Linked DNA regions of Mus musculus: all the other regions are linked to region 1. Evidence: chromatin contacts called from public HiChIP or PLAC-seq data. All regions are on one chromosome and are shown on one strand. The core of a region is the stretch at or near the end of the contact, and the rest is flanking DNA. Distances in the headings are between cores, read along the strand shown.

The links. HiChIP or PLAC-seq counts read pairs in DNA pulled down with a chosen protein or histone mark.
Region 2: an H3K27ac HiChIP or PLAC-seq map of thymic regulatory T cells shows a contact between it and region 1, with 8 times the contacts expected there. The contact joins the promoter of Sowahc here to the promoter of Slc29a3 in region 1. A contact is called at or near these places in 1 of 39 promoter capture datasets (pre-B cells), 2 of 484 Hi-C or Micro-C datasets (CD4 T cells and regulatory T cells), 2 of 115 datasets of contacts at active chromatin or transcription factors (large pre-B cells and thymic regulatory T cells) and 1 of 9 other capture datasets (liver).
Region 3: a contact with region 1 is called in an H3K27ac HiChIP or PLAC-seq map of thymic regulatory T cells, with 4 times the contacts expected there. The contact joins the promoter of Micu1 here to the promoter of Slc29a3 in region 1. A contact is called at or near these places in 1 of 484 Hi-C or Micro-C datasets (memory CD8 T cells) and 2 of 115 datasets of contacts at active chromatin or transcription factors (pro-B cells and thymic regulatory T cells).

The regions. Positions count from the first base shown.
Region 1 is chr10:60,749,902-60,755,061 of GRCm38.p6, reverse strand. Slc29a3 (solute carrier family 29 (nucleoside transporters), member 3) reads left to right here and starts at 2,280. Exons shown (of 6, transcript NM_023596.3): 1 at 2,280-2,328; 2 at 4,378-4,676. The coding sequence starts at 2,328.
Region 2 is chr10:59,219,031-59,224,190 of GRCm38.p6, reverse strand. It overlaps Sowahc (sosondowah ankyrin repeat domain family member C), which reads right to left and starts at 2,269. Exons shown (of 1, transcript NM_172939.3): 1 at 1-2,269. The coding sequence starts at 2,147. The coding sequence ends at 609. It overlaps Septin10 (septin 10), which reads left to right and starts at 2,691. Exons shown (of 10, transcript NM_001024911.3): 1 at 2,691-2,800. The coding sequence starts at 2,783.
Region 3 is chr10:59,699,502-59,704,661 of GRCm38.p6, reverse strand. It overlaps Micu1 (mitochondrial calcium uptake 1), which reads right to left and starts at 2,099. Exons shown (of 12, transcript NM_144822.3): 1 at 1,975-2,099.

The DNA.
Region 1 (5,160 bases), core at 1,031-3,530:
ATTTGACAGAATAGGATCTGCCCAACTCTCACAAGAACAGAGAGAAAAGAGAGGCTACTTAAGAGAGAGCAATGCAGAGAGGAAGAGGGGAGGAAGACAGTCCTTACTGGGACAGTTGTCCAGAGACAGGTTGCAGAGGGAAAACAAGCCAGACACAGGTGAAGACAGAAGGAACCAGAGAATGAGAGGGAGCCCAAGGACCAGAACAGATTGCTGAAGTTAGTATGAGCCTGAGCAGAGCAATTCAGGAGAAGCCTAGAAAAGCCAGATTGAGTCAGTCAGTGTAGAGAGGACTTTGAGCCAGAATAGCTGAGTTGAACCAGACAGCCAGAACTCAGAAAAAAAAACTAGGAAAGGGTGAGCTTGAAATTCAGCAGTCTCAGAGGCTGTAAACATTCTAGGCCTAGGTAAGATTGTACAGAGGCTAGAAGCTTCCAAGACTAGGCCTAGGTTAGCAGACAGAGGCAGTAAACCTCTGAGACAACAATTACATTAGGCCAATGAAAGGTACTTTTATAGCTATGCCTTGTAGGTGGCCCTGGCTTGTATTAAAGCAAACCAGAGGGCAACTTTACTCCACGGCTTCTGTCTCAGTTCCTGCCTCCAGGAGTTCCCTAACTCCTGAGTTTCTACCACCGAGAGATCAAGTCCTGTAAGCCTCAGTTTCTTCCTGGTGTCTGCTTTAATTCTTGCTTCCAGCTTCCTATCTTCAGTTTTGGCTCCGATTCCCCTCAGTGGAGTTCTAAGATGAAATTAACCCTTTCCGTCCCAAGTCAGTTTTACTCCGGGGTTTTATCACAGCAAAGGACACAGGGAGACAAGGAGAACCGCCCAGGCTACCTTCTTGTTTGCTGTGCTTTTTCTGATCCTGAGGTAACCTTTGCCTCCTCTGTGCCCTGTAGGGAGTGTGCCCACGGCTTGGAGCATGCTAGCTTCTGCTCTCCCACAGAGCCGAATTCCAGACCTCACGTGTTCCCCTTGCAGTTGAGGCTGGTATTTAGGCCATGTTTTGAGATTTACTCATTTCTCTGAGCCTCACCCACGTGTGTATGTGGGTATGCATGTCTGATGTGTGTGCATATGTACATGTGTGCATGGGTGCATGTATACATATATGTGAGTGTGTCTAAAAGTGTGCATGTGTATGTGTGTGAGTGGGCAAGTGTGTGTGTGTCTGTGTTACACATTATTAAAAGCCTGTTGTTTTTCTTCTGTGTTTGATATTAGGGATCCTTTGCCAACTAGGAACCATGATGGGTAGAGAAAATTCTATTTTTTCCCCCTTCACACTTATGAAAAGAAGCCTACTAAGCTTTGGCATCAGTAAGTCCCCAGCTGGTCTCTGGGACTGGCCCACACCAGCCTTGCTTGTGCCCACGTTTTCTCTGGTCTAGCGCAGGACATCAGCCAACTCCTACTCTGCCTCTTTCTTTTCCCCTCCTGTCCTTACCTCCTCTCCTCAGGTGATCTGTAAGGACAGCGCAGGCATGTATACTCCAACCCTAACGCCGCCAGGGTCTCAAGTAACCTGGGCTGACCACTATGTAGCTAAGGTGAGCCTAAACCCCAGAGCCTCCCAAGTGCGGGTGGTAGGTGACACCTACACGTCCCCTGCAGGGCAGCGGAGGAAGTCACCCCCCAGTGGTAAGGGATTGGGTAGAAAGGAAGCCCAAACTTCTGCCACTCTTGGGTGTTTCCTTAGGTTCCCCACTTTTCTCTCTCTCTCTCAAAAAGAAAACAAAAACAAAGCACATCGGTTCCGTAACCCCCACTCTGCACTCGGAGCTGTACAGGAGCCATCTTCAGCTCTCTCCTGAACTTTGATCTCAGAGTCTCCCAAAAGTTTCTCTTCTGCAGATGTGGCATCTGGATTGCCCCTCCAACACAAATCTGCTCACTCTGGCCTCGCTCACTGCCACCAAATAGCTTCAAGCTCTCTCTGCGGCTCTCCACCTAGGCTGGGAGGCCAAGTTCATCTTGCTGGTACATCCTGCTCTGGAAGTATTGAGGGGGAGCAGGGGGCTGTGGGGCACCCTAGGGAATGAGGCGGTGGATACCAATAGGGAGTCAGGCAGGACCTGTTCCAAAGCCACACTTTTTTCACTTTGCAATTGGACGCCTGCAGTTACTGCCGTAGGCCAGGAAGAGGCGCGCGTGGGGGCGGGGCCAGAGGGAGGAGTCGGCAAACCCGGAAGCGCTGAACGGGGCGTGGTGAGCTGAGAAAAGGAGGGCGGGGCTGGGAGGACAAGGGCGGAGCCCGGCCTGGCTGAGCTCTGGTCACAGTGGCCCAGCGCCTTGGACCTGGTGGAGGTAGCAGCGGCAGCGACAGTAAGTGCGGGTGCAGCGGCCCCCATGCTTGGCTGGGTCTTCCCTTCCCGAGGCTGAGCCTGGCCTCTCCTCCACACTCTTCTCTGGTCCCGCGTGTGGGGACAGGTCGGCCCGAAAGATCCAGAAGGCTTTGCGGGTCCGGATCGGATGCCACAGCTGCCTCTGCAGCGAGGACTTGTCTTAGCCTACTGCCAGGCTCGCTCTTGGACCCCAGCCTGTGTCCACAGGAGCCATCGTGGCACACGGGCTGGCCAGACATGTTCTCAGTCCCCAGACTCCTACCCTTTCCAGCTCTGACTGGTCCTTACCCCAGGACCCCAGTCAGAGGCAGGGACAGCTTGGCCCCGGGAGGTTCTCCGCCTCCTCTCCTTTCTTTGTCTTTCTCTATTCATCCAAAGCCACAGCTACCTTTTATAAAGAGTAATAAGGCGTTGCTCAGTCCACTGCACCGCCCGTGACCTGGTTAGAGAAGATCCCTGGCAACTTCAGATGCTTGGTCAAGGCTGAGTAGTCCTTGATGAATAGACACAGTAGCTGAGAAGGGACTTCAGACCTGTGTGGGTCTGGGTGACCCACACTGAGCCGCTGAGCCGTGCGCCCACCCTCCTAGCCTGAACTTCTGGAAATGGAACAGGTCCTTGCCAGTTCTCTGATGCTTCATGATTATCTTTCACACTAAAAAAGAAAATACGTGTACATATGTGTGCCTTTGTGTGGGTATGTGCAGTTCTTTCAGGTGCCCACAAAAGCTACAGGAGGGCATAGAATTCCCTGGAACAGGAGTTAAAAGTAGCTGAGCTACTTGACTAGGGTGCTGGGAACTGAACACGGGTCATTTGAAAGAACAGCAAGCGCTCTTCACTGCTGAAACATTTCTCTAGATTCTGTTTATATTTAAAAAACAAACAATAATTTAAAGCACGTTTGCATGGATGGCCCTGTCTAGGTCCTTGCATGGTCCTCTTTGGTCTTTGTGTGAATTAAGGCTGTAGAGGGGTCTGCTCAGCTTGCTAGGACACTGTAGAACCTCTGGCCTGCCTGAGCCAGGGCTCCGCTGCAATAGTCAGGGATCTGTTTATCCAGCAGTGCTGATGAGGGGCATTCCCCTTGTTTGTCTCTGCTCATAGCTTCTTGCTGCAGGAAGCCTTCAAGAGGGAGGGCTATGGGGACTTGGAACCAGCAGATGGAGTCACATTCCCAGATTATCCCTGGGGGTTGGGGGAGGGAGATGAGGTTAGGGAAACCCCCCCCCCCCCCCAGGGCATCCAGACAGCGTGACTGTATCATCCATGCCCCTGTGACCTAGGCAAGTGGCTTGAACTTTCTGAGCCTCATATTCCTCCGGACCTAATACCCGGCTGTCATGGCTCACTCACTGGGTGTCGCTGGCACTCTGAAGTCCTGGAGTGGTTTCTTTGTGAAATAGGGTCTCACTTAGTCCAGGTTAGCCCTTAAACTCGATATGTAGCAGGGCTGACCTTGAATCCTGATCTTCCTGCCTTCACCTCCAGAGTGTTACTGGGTTGTAGATGTATGTGCACAGCCTGGCCTAACTTGATTGAACAGCAAGCACACATTGTTCAAATTCAAAAGGCATAAAAAAAAAAAGACTTAACAAGGATGCTCCCTCCCTGTCCCAGTCTCCCTTGAAAACACCCACTGTTGGAAGACCTCTGTGTACCTTCCAAGGTATGCTTGTTCCCACCCAGGTTCCAATTTCTATGTAAATGCATTTAGCCCAGGCTTGTCCTTCTGCACTGCTTGCCTTAGTCTACACCTGCAATGGTGTTCACACTGCCTAATGTGTTGGCTGTGTTGCCCTTACATAGTTGGAATGACCTTGGAAGTCACTACAGTTATCATAGCCTGTTCTTCTAGTTTGATTTTTGTTTTTCTTCTTGCTCCCAAGACTGGAAGCTCTCCAGCCAGGCTTTGGGGACAGGGTAGACCCAGCATGGACGAGAGATGTCTTCTAGGATGCATCAGTCCCCAGCCTCCATGCTCGCTCGCTCATTCACCTGCTCTGTGTCTCTCTCTCTGCCCACACAGTGGCCTTTGCCTCTGAGGACAATGTATACCACAGCTCCAATGCTGTCTACAGAGCCCCGAGTAACCATCAAGAAGCTGACCAGGAAGCCCTGCTGGGGAAACTACTAGACTACCCAGCCCCGGGCCTGCAGAGGCCAGAGGATCGCTTCAATGGTGCCTACATCATCTTCTTCTGCCTGGGAATTGGGGGCCTACTGCCCTGGAACTTCTTTGTCACTGCTAAGGAGTACTGGGCATATAAACTCCGAAACTGCTCCAGCCCAGCGTCCGGGGAGGACCCTGAGGACATGGACATCCTGGTAAGGGCTGTTTCCCTCACAGGGGAGAGGGGAGCAGGCAGTCCAGAGCCAGGCCATCCTTGGGGTACTTGAGGGAGGCCATTTGCATGCTGAGAATCTGTGTGTTGATGCAGAGTTTATGTGCGCACAATAATCCACTGGGTCCTAGAGCTCCATTGTGTGGTACCCAGGCTCTGTCTCATGCCTCCTAAGGCTGGTGGGATGGAGATGGGCAGACCCAGTCCATACTTTAGATTGCCTGCTGTTGTCCATGGGAGGAGGGTGGGCATGATGGTTCTCTACACTGTGTGTGGTGGTACATGTAAGAACACAGACTCCTTGTCCCCAGCAATATGAAGGTGTGACCCTTACAGCATTAAGGCAGCTGTGAAGTTACAGAAAATTCCAAAGAGCAGTAGCTAAGACTAGGGGAGGCCATTCTTCTGTCACATTCAACTTCAGGCAGGTGGGTTGCTTTGACACATGTAGTTCTCGAGTCCAGGGT
Region 2 (5,160 bases), core at 1,020-3,519, 1.5 Mb after region 1:
CTTGAAAGCAAGTGCTGCTTCCTTCTTCAGTTCAGTGATTAAAAGTAAAACTGCTTTAAAAAAAAAATTGGGAACCGCTACTTACAATACAAGTAAGACGTTATCAGTGGGATTCCCATCTCCGTTCACATAATCCTCCTTTGTAGTTTCACATTTCAACTCTGACCTTGCCCTTCTTTAGCACCTTAAGCAAGTGTGCATAGCAGAAAATCAGGGCAGCCTCTAGTTTCATTCACTTACAAACATTAGCAGGTTCAGTTTGCAATACCATGTGTTTTGCATTTTCTCATGGCCCTTACTTTGCATGGTATCTCGCAATGATTAAAAAGCAAATGGGACTCTTAGTCATCAATAATTCCAGTTCTCACAAGTTCCAGGTTACCTGGGTGGGGTTGGGGAAGAGGCACAAATCAGTGCATTATGAATCACTTCAGAGACATTTTCTTGCCTCAGAATGCTATCCTGAAAGGATTATTACAGATCCACCCCAAGCCCGAAAGTTAAAATGCATAATTTATTTGGTTTTTTCTGCTTCCACTTCTTATCCATACCCAGTATTATTCTACCTTGAAGACAAATAAGCCTTAGCATTTCTAGCGCGAATTATTTTACCCAAATACATTGGACTTCGGTCTCAGTTTAAAGGAAGATGAGTAGCCTCTAAGAGACCTTTCCTCCTCCTCCTCCTCCTCCTCCTCCCCTTCCTCCAGTGTCGGTTTAGCATCCCTGAAGGAGGGAGTGGTGTGAATGATCTGGGTTCGGAATCGGATTTTGTTGAGTCGTGGCTTCATCCGTCCACTTGAGCTGCCCGAGGCTTTGCGACCTGAATCTTTTGCTTTGCTTCCTCCAGTCCATCCCTCGGGGACGTGGTGGTGAAGTTCAGCTCCGTCTTCCACGACCGGGGAGAGTTTGTGAGTGATGTGTGAGGGGAGCACCTTTGAAAGTCTCCAGCGCCCACCCCCGCGGGCGGCAGGGCTGTCTCCATCATCTTCATCCAGGGCTCCCACCAGGTTCTTTATCTCCTCTGCGATGCTCTCGCTCAGATACTGAGAGGCCTTTCTCCCGCTGTAGTCCCTGATGTCTACATCTGCGTCGTAGGCCCCCACTAGTAACTTCACCACCTCTACATGCCCATGCATCGCTGCCAAATGTAGGGCAGTGTAGCCTCCGCTCGACTTGGCATTGATGTTCACTGGCAGCTGGTGTTTGGTGGCAAAGTTGACCAACATGGCCAGGAGCTCTTGCCTGCCGTGCTTGGCGGCCCAGTGGAGACAAGTGAAGCCGGTGATGAAGTCTCGCTTCGAGAGCAGGCCGGGCTCACAAGTGAGCAGCCCTTCTAGGCTGTCCCACTTGCCCTCGGAAGCTGAGAGCATCCAGGCGTGATCCAGGGGATCCAGGGTAACCGAGGCCCCGACGCTGCTCTCCTCTTCTGCGGACGAAGAAGCTAACGATGCGGTATCGGAGTCGCCCCCTCCTCTGCTGCGACCTCCAGCGTTACCGTCCCCAGGACCCACGCTCCTCTTTAGTTGCGGGGAGCTGCCCAACACCAGGTCCCGAAAGTTCTGACGGGCCGACCTGGGTGTGTTTGGCCCACTAGGGGAACTGCCCCCTTCAGCCTCCCCCTGTGGAGGGAGTTTAAGGTTCTCGCTGGACCCGGGACCCGACGCCCAGGACACGGCCTCGACCTCCTGTGGTGGCGAGTCCTTACCTTGGGCCCCACCTTGAGCAGGGGCTGGAGGCTCTTGGTCGCTCACTTCGCCACCCAGTCCGAGAGACAACTGTGGATTTGCCTCCTGGAGCTGGCTGCCCTCGCAAGGCTCCGCTGCAAGGTCCGGGACTTGAGGCTCCTCAGTCACCTCGATACGCGGGGGCTCTCGGGGGAGCTTGGCCTCAAGCGGGGGGGAATCCCCCGTACAGAACCTTTTCTTGAGATGCACATACTTGGTACCATCCGCGGGATCGGTGCGCACGGTGGCCACGGCATTGACCAGTTCCTTGAAGCGCTCGCGGGCGCGGGTGCGCTGTTCGCGCTGGCCACCCAGGACGTCCCTGAAGTGTTGCACCAATTCCGAGTGTCCCGCCCGGCCCCCACGCTCGGCGAGGAAGCGCAGGATCGCCTCCGAGCTCAGCTCCAGTGACCCCTCCATTCACCGCGGCTCAGCTTCTCAGCCCCAGGAGCGCTCAGCCAGACACCATGGCCGGACGCCTGGAGGACCCGGAGAGCGGCTTGGGTCTCAGTGGCTGGCAGCACGCGCGATCCCAGCTTTGAAGAGTCTCGAGTCCCGCGAGCGCTGACACCGCCTCACTGGGGCCGCGTCCCAGTGGACACGCCCCGCCACACCCACTTCCGCTCGGGACTCAATCTCGGCGACAGTCCCCGGCCCGAGGCCCCGCCCACTTCCGGGCTCCGCGCGGGCTCGCAGCCACTGTTTCCGCCAGTGGCGGGAGGCGAGGGACCCAGAGCTTGGCCTCCGAGGCTCACGTTTCCACTCACCCTCCCCACACACTTGGCTTTTCGTCAAAACGCCCGGTGGGGCACACCCGGGAGAAGCTCGCCCCGAGCGCGGGAAACCCTGGTAGTCCCTGGCGCGTTCCCGCAGCCCTCCGCCTCGGCCCCGCCCCAGCCTCTCAGCAGAGGCCGCCCCGCCCATTAACGGCTGCGGGGCGCCGGGCACGCCCCTTGTCCCGCCAGTTACGCCCAGCGGGTCTCTCTCTGAAGCGGCCCGGGACCTGTGTTTGCGTCCAGCCTGAGACCACCGTTTCCCTACGTCCCACCAGGGCTATGGCCTCATGCGACGAGGTACAGCAGCTGGTGAGCCCCGCGCCCTTGGGTTCCCCGAGCCCCCGCCCCGCCCCGCCCGGTCGCCTCTGGGCCAGCGAGATTGTGACCGTGCGGCTCCGGGACTCCGCGTGTCGTGGAGAGGGGGCTCCCTGTTGCCCCAGGGCGAGGGCTGAAGAGCTCTGGCGAGCGACTGCATGTTGGGGAAAAGTTACATTTTCCAGGCTTCCTGGTCCTGGCCAAAGCGGGGTGGTGTAAATGAAATCCAGGATGATGATCGATGCCTATCACTTTGTAACGGTTTTTTTTTTCCTTTTCCCCGACTTAAATCAGGCCTTGGAATCCGCCTGATTTTGTGCAATTGTGTACACGTACATGGCTACTGACCGGAAAGTCGGCTTCCTTAGATTTTCCAAAGCTCGCGGGTTTACTGTAATGCTTGGCGGTTTTGTTTGGCTTTCCCGTCCCCTTGTAATGAAAAAAAAAAAAAACAACAAAAAAAAAACAAACAAACCACTTGACCGATCCAATGTTTTGTGCGGTTCAAATAACTTGAAAAACTTATCTTAGTTGATATAGGATATAAGCCATAGTTATCCGAGAGGTCATACTGTTTTCATAATACCAATCTCTTGTAATCTTGCTTTTGTTCCCATCATTTTAAGATTGTATGTGGAATCTTCCAGTTGTCGCAGGGGGTAGAATAGATTCTATTTCTACTTCCCTAACAGCTGCACGCAGTAAATTATTTTTCTCTACTTTAAGAAACTCTAATATTTCCCTTATCCAATATTAATGAAAGTAATCCTCTTAACTAACTCTATTGAATCCTTTGGCATTGGTAGTATTTTTGTCGGATTCTTAATCTCAAGCAACATTTCCCAAATAACTTTCTACTTACCTGAAACAAGTGACTCTTATTATTATCTTCCTATGTTGCATTTTAGTTGTAGAACTTATTTCAATAGACTAAAATAAAAATAATGAGAAATAGATAAATGCTATAATTTCTGTGTGAAGTTGGTTCGTGATCATTGACATGAAAAAAAAATCATAGTACCTAAGCTATTCGAACCTTAATGGCTGTCCAGTAAACCTATTCTCATAAAAAAGTATTATCATCCATTTAGTGATTTATCAGTACCTTCTAATTCTTTAGCATGATGAAACTTTGATTTCTTGTTAGATATATCCACACTAATACAACTTATAGGTCTCTTCCCCCTGAAATATACATTGGACACAGTAACTGCATTCACATCTGTCACCCATATTTGCCATGATGTCTACCGTGGGTAAATTTTTCGATATTTACATGTGAATGGAGTTTCACCATATTTGGAATCTGTTTATTGCTTCACATAGGAAGAGGTTTATGTTGTGGCTCATATACTTTTATAGAAAGCTGAAAACAATGGAATTTCTATTTGTAGTTACTAGAAATGGCATTTATAGGTGAATTTCTGCCACGAGGGTCCGTGTTCTTCTTAGCAACAGTTATACTTTTATCAGCTATTCTGTGCATCCGAGACATCTCAGTTGACAAAGCTGTGTTACTGTTAAGCTGTTTGTTTCCCCCCATCAGGTAGTCGTTGAGAATTTCTATGTGCCACTATGTCCTTGTTTGCTTCTATTTAAATGCCATTCTACATGTAATTGTATTCGTTACCTTCAAAGATAAGTGAAGGTACAGAGACTGTAACTTCATCTGGAAAAGTCCTAGTCTTAGGTGTTCTGGAATAGTGCCAGTTCTCTTTCTAGGCACCATAATTTTTTAAGATTATATGTTGGGGGTTCTGTTTTGAGAAATGTGGTTACCATATTGTCACAGTAACCATGAATTCACCGTAACTAGGAATTCTAGGATTTCCAGTTTTCCTTACACAGACTCTTAAGACCTTTTAAATTAAGGGATAAAGAAATAATTGGGGTGATGTTTTTGTTTTTGTTTTTTTTTGTTTGTTTGTTTGTTTTTCTGAGACAGGATTTCTCTGTGTAGTCCTGGCTGTCCTGGAACTCACTCTATAGACCAGGGGGAAATGTTTTTAAACATAAAGCAAAGTTGAGATAAAAATGTAACGTGAAGTCAAACAGCATGTTTGACATGTAGCCTTAGAGAGCAGTGATGTGGGGGACAGTGAACTCCAGCTTTGGCACTTCACTGTCACTTCTCTTAGCATGGAAGATGATTGAGAACTCTTGTAAGAGAAGCAGGGGCTTTTGCTACACAAAAGCATGATGGAAGGAGGACGGTAAAGCCTGTCAGCCCAGCCATAGGACATTTAAGGCAATCGAAAGCTTCTTCCTTTTAAAGAATCCTAATCCCCGTGGTACCCAGGCCTGAGACAGATGACTGGGGGAAACGAATGGCAGTTTAGTAG
Region 3 (5,160 bases), core at 850-3,349, 1.1 Mb after region 1:
TGTATGTATATATGTTGTGTGTATGTGTGTGTATATGTATGTGTGTATATATATGTGTGTGTGTATATACATACATATAATATACATACATATATATGGCTTTACTGCCAGCCTGGTGGCACATGCCTATAATCCCAGCACTCAGGAGCCTGAGGCAGAAGACTGCCATTAAATATTCAGCCAACTGTGGGGGTTGGCGGGGAGAGCATCATTAATTACTTGAGTCTTTAAAATGACTACAAAGGTCTAAAGTAGTTGTTCAGTTAAATATAACGGTTATAATTATTTCATGTGATATTCAATTACATGAGGAATTATGTATTATTAGTTTTTTTTTCCTCTAAGCATAAGAAAGCAAGTTACAGAGCCTGAGGCAGGGTGTTTATACCTAGGAGTTCAAGGCCAGCTTGGGCAACACAGTGAAACACTGTATCAATAGATGGGTGGATGGACAGACAGACGGACAGATGGATGGATGGATTTACTGAATACAGTAACCACTCCATGAAACTATAATAAAGGCAGTGATGCTCTTGCTTTTACCAGAATTGGCTTTATCATTGGCTCCTATCATTCTCTCCAGGCACACCAGCCATTCCAGAATCTTCACTTTCTGCTAATATTATTTTGAATGTTATGACCCCTGTGCGGATACTTAGGTGTTGATGACTCTTTCTTGGCATCAGTAGGTAGCCAGGGTGATGTCTTTAAGCAAAACAGAATCAAAGATTGATGAGAAGTGGGGACCGAACCCATTGAAGTCTGTAAGGTCTGGGCAGGCCTGTAATCCCACCCACCATTCAGTTGGCAGAGACAGAAAGATTCAGACTTTAAGGCCAAACCTAGTGATGGGGGTGGGGAACCTACCTCAAAAAAAAAAAACAGAACAAAAAAGAATTCAAACAAAACAAAGTAACTGGTGGCCAGAACATCTTCCCGGATAAGTGGCATTCTAAACTCTTTAGGATAAGATTCTAAACAAGCATCACATTGTCCACACCGGCAAACATTCAGGATGGTCGAGTCCGCCAACTGTTTGTTATGTCTCAAAGGCTGACAATCAGTGAAACCTAAACTCCCCAACAGATGTGTTTCATCTCCAGCACACACTCCTTTCTAATGCTGTTAAATCACCTCCCTGTCTGACCCTACTGACTGCTTTAAAGTAAACAGAGGTTTATTAAGGGAGTCATCCCAGAAGTGGATCAAAACATGTATTTATAAACAAGCGGGAAAAAAATAGGTCTTTCCAAAATGTCTCAGGAAGAAAATTATTTAATCTTAATTATTTATTTACATGCACAAATATTTGCACTTCAAGCACCTGAAAGGGACTGTAGACAAAACCTCGGATTTATAAAGGTGACAACTTATTATAAAACACAGTCCGCCTTAAACTCTTCTTCTAGCATCCCACATAATCAGTAATACCTGGCTCATTCTCGAAACATCGTGTGGGTAGCCCCGACTGGGACTGGGCACAGACAGAGAAAGGGAGAATGAGAACGCGAAGTTGCTGGTGAGGATAAAAAACGGAACAGTCCGAGAAGTCTGCAGTTTGTTTTGCTTTTCTAAAAGGCCAATGATCCCCCCGCCCCATCTTCTCTATCCCCAATACATGTATTTATCTATCTTTCTGTCACAGCTCTAAACTCCTCCATCTACTTCTGACCACATCCACGAATTCCGGGAGAACTAGTGTGTCCTGGCCGCAGGTGGAGAGGATGCACTCTGAGGCTAGAAGCCGGGCACTACAAGTTCTCCCTGACAGGGATAAGGGGTGATAGGGTGAAGGGAGCGGAGGACCGAGAGTCCCCTCAGCATATCACCAACAGCATCACCAAGACAGCAGCAGTCCCTGGCGGACCTGAAAAGTGGCCGGATCTCAGAGCCACACGAAAGGCTCGTCCCCAAAATGCGCCGACTTCCCCTCCCCTAAACTCGCCTCCAGGCGATCAGATTCCTCACACTCACCCGTCCGCGCTCCAGCTTTAGCAGCAACTCGGAGAATGCCGCCCACCTCTGACAACCATAGAGACGCAAATGCCGGGGAGCCCCGCTCTGCGTCCTCCGCCCACTCTCACGTGACTCCCTTAGCCGCTGGGCCTGCCGGGATCTTGATGAAACGTAGCAGGGAGGAACCGAGTTGGGGAAAATGGGGCGGGGCGGAGAGGCAACCCCGCCCTTCTCTGGGGCCCGCCCACACTTCGGATCCCGCCCCGAGTCAAGACTCCGCCCTCGCCTGGGGGCCCGCCCTGTCCTCAGCCCCGCCCACACGTCGGTGCCACGCCCTCGCTGTTTAGGCGGGAATGCCGGCAGATTTGCAAAATCCCTCCTGCATTCCATTGCTGATTTTGTTTCTCTGCTGTCAAAGTCCACCTCTCCTGTGCCTCTTTCTAGTTAAACCCTGCTCTTCCGTAAGTGGGAAATTGATAACGAGGTTCTTCCCACCAGTCTAGAGGCTCACACTGGTTTTATTTTAGGAACATCTTTTATTTATTCTTTGACAGTTTCGTAAGATATAATGTATCTTAATCTTATCCACCTCCAGTTCTCCACGTTCACTCCTTCCAGGAAGTCCCCGCTAGTCTCCCAACACTTGGAACTTAGAGGCTAGTGTGGTTTACTTAGACCTGTGTCAAATTATGAAACAGAGGAGCTCAGCAGGTAAGGGCTCTTACTACCAAACCAGATAACCCGTATTTGAGTCCCAGGACACTTATGGTGGAAGGAGAGAACTGACTGATGCAAGTTGTCTCCTAACCTTCAGAACCATGCTGCGGAACACACATACCTGCATGCATACATACATACATACATACATACATACATACATACATGAAAAAAGGGAAGGAGAAAAGAGCGAATAAAAGTCTTCTCTTGGGACACACATCTTGTTATCTCTGAAACTTGTAAATTTCACATTGCATCGTAAATACCATAGAACACTTTGGAGGCTCACGGGATAAATTAACTCTTTATTTGAATAAGGAAAAGAGAAAAAAAATCATCAATATATAAATTGTTGAATAAAATTTTCAGCCAGATGTGGTGGCATAGAACTGTAATCCCAGAATCTGAGAGATAGAGGCAGTAGGATCAGGAGTTCAAAGCCATACTTAGTTACATAGTGAGTTTGAGGCTAGTGTGGGCTCTATAAGATCCTGTCTGAAAAACCAAGCCAAACATAAAAATCCATCAAGATCAAGGAAGACAATGATTAAGTTGGGCATGTTGGTATATGACTATAACCCCTGTAGAGACGGAGGCAGGAGGATCAGGAATTGTCTTTAGGTTGTCCTCAGCTACATAAATAGCAAATTTTTCCCTTACCTCCATCCATGTACCATAGCAAATGTGTCACCCCACACACATACTCACACACATAATAATATGTAAATAAATATAAGAAGAAATATCCAGGTATCCCTCCCCTGCCCCACACCAGTAGTTCCCATGCCATGTTGATAATCAAATGCCTCACACTTAACTGGAGAGATTTTTGGTTTAGGTTTTTATTTGAGACAGTTCTTTTTATATAGGCTAGGGTACCCATGCTGTTCTCAAACTCATGGTAATCCTCCTGCCTTGGCCTCCAAAGTGCAGGGGTTGTGGGCATGCACTACTATGCCTGGCTCAGGGTAAAATAACACAGATTCCTGGATCCTAAGATACACTCACTGGACTAGAACGGTGCTCAGAAATCTGGATCTTCATAGTCCCATGTGATTTCCATGTAGGTGTTGAATGGGAAAAGAAATGGATTTGGGTCTTTTTTTCCCCTCCATGCCACAGAATAAAATATCTCTATTTTGTCTTCAGTATAGCAAAAGTACATTATACTAGAAATCCTGCGCTATTTTGTGTGTGTGTGTGTGTGTGTGTGTGTGTGTGTGTGTGTGTGTGTGTGTGAGAGAGAGAGAGAGAGAGAGAGAGAGAGAGAAGTTTTTTTTCTCTTTCAGTTGGGCCAACATATTAATTGACATGCTTTCAAGCATTTCCTAGTTACCTATTTTTATCACATACATAAAAGTAGCAATTCCAGGTGTGACCACAGCAGGCTCAACTTATTACACCACAGTGAAAAGTGAATCTCTCCTGAGACAGGCATCTGAGTGACTGGAGTGTCATTTCATAAGCCTTCCATTCAATTCTTTCAAATGAATTCAAAATAGACTCCCCATCCTTCATTATATCTATCTTCAGAGTTTTATAAATTATAGTCTTTAAAAACCTATGCAGATTTCCAAAGCTTTCCTCTCTCTTCTGTAGTGCTGGAGACTGAACACCGAACTTTGTACAGTCTAGGAAGCCCTCTAGAATTGAGCTGTTTGCCACCCCACAGATTCTTGTTGAGGAACTAGTATAGTCCAGTATCATTTAGAAGTTAAGTTCTTAGTTGCTATTGTAGTGTGTATGTTCTTTCCTGATAATTATGGCCAGAAATAATTATATTCAAATAAGTAAGAAAAAAAATTTTTTAAACCTTAAATATTCCTTTCTTTTTATCTATCACAAATGAAGCAAGGAAGACCAGCTGAATCAACGATACATAAAAATTTTAAATCTATTCTTTTTCATTGTAGTTGAAGGTAACTACAAAATCAAAGAATCGCTTCTCCTATTTTGAGTCCTAAATCCATTTTTTTCCACTTTTATAAAAGGAAGCCGGCGTTCATGGAGAAATGGTTGAATTCAGGGCGAGGGCAGAAAGGTCCAAGAGGATCTGGAACATCTTGTGTTAGAAAGTCTGGCTGTACCCAGGAAATTAAAAGGTGCATGCCAAAAACTTGAAGGGCTTCGAGATGGCCAACTGTGGGACTATGGGAGAATTAAAGGGAGAACAATGTGCTGGTTCGATGGTTCCTATAAGCTCAGTCCAGAGAGTGGCACTATTTGGAGGTGTGGCCTTGAGGGATTGGGTGTGGCCTTGTTGGGGATGGGCGTGGTCTTGTTGGAAAAGGTGTGTCACTGTGGGCGTGGGCTTTAAGACCCTCATGGGGGGTCTTAAAAGCTATCTGGAAGCCAGTCTTCCATTAGCAGCCTTCAGACGGAGATGATGAACTCTCAGCTTCTGCACCATGCCTGCCTGGATGCTGCCATCTTCCTGCCTTAATGATAATGGACTGAACCTCTGAACCTGTAAGCCAGCTCCAATTA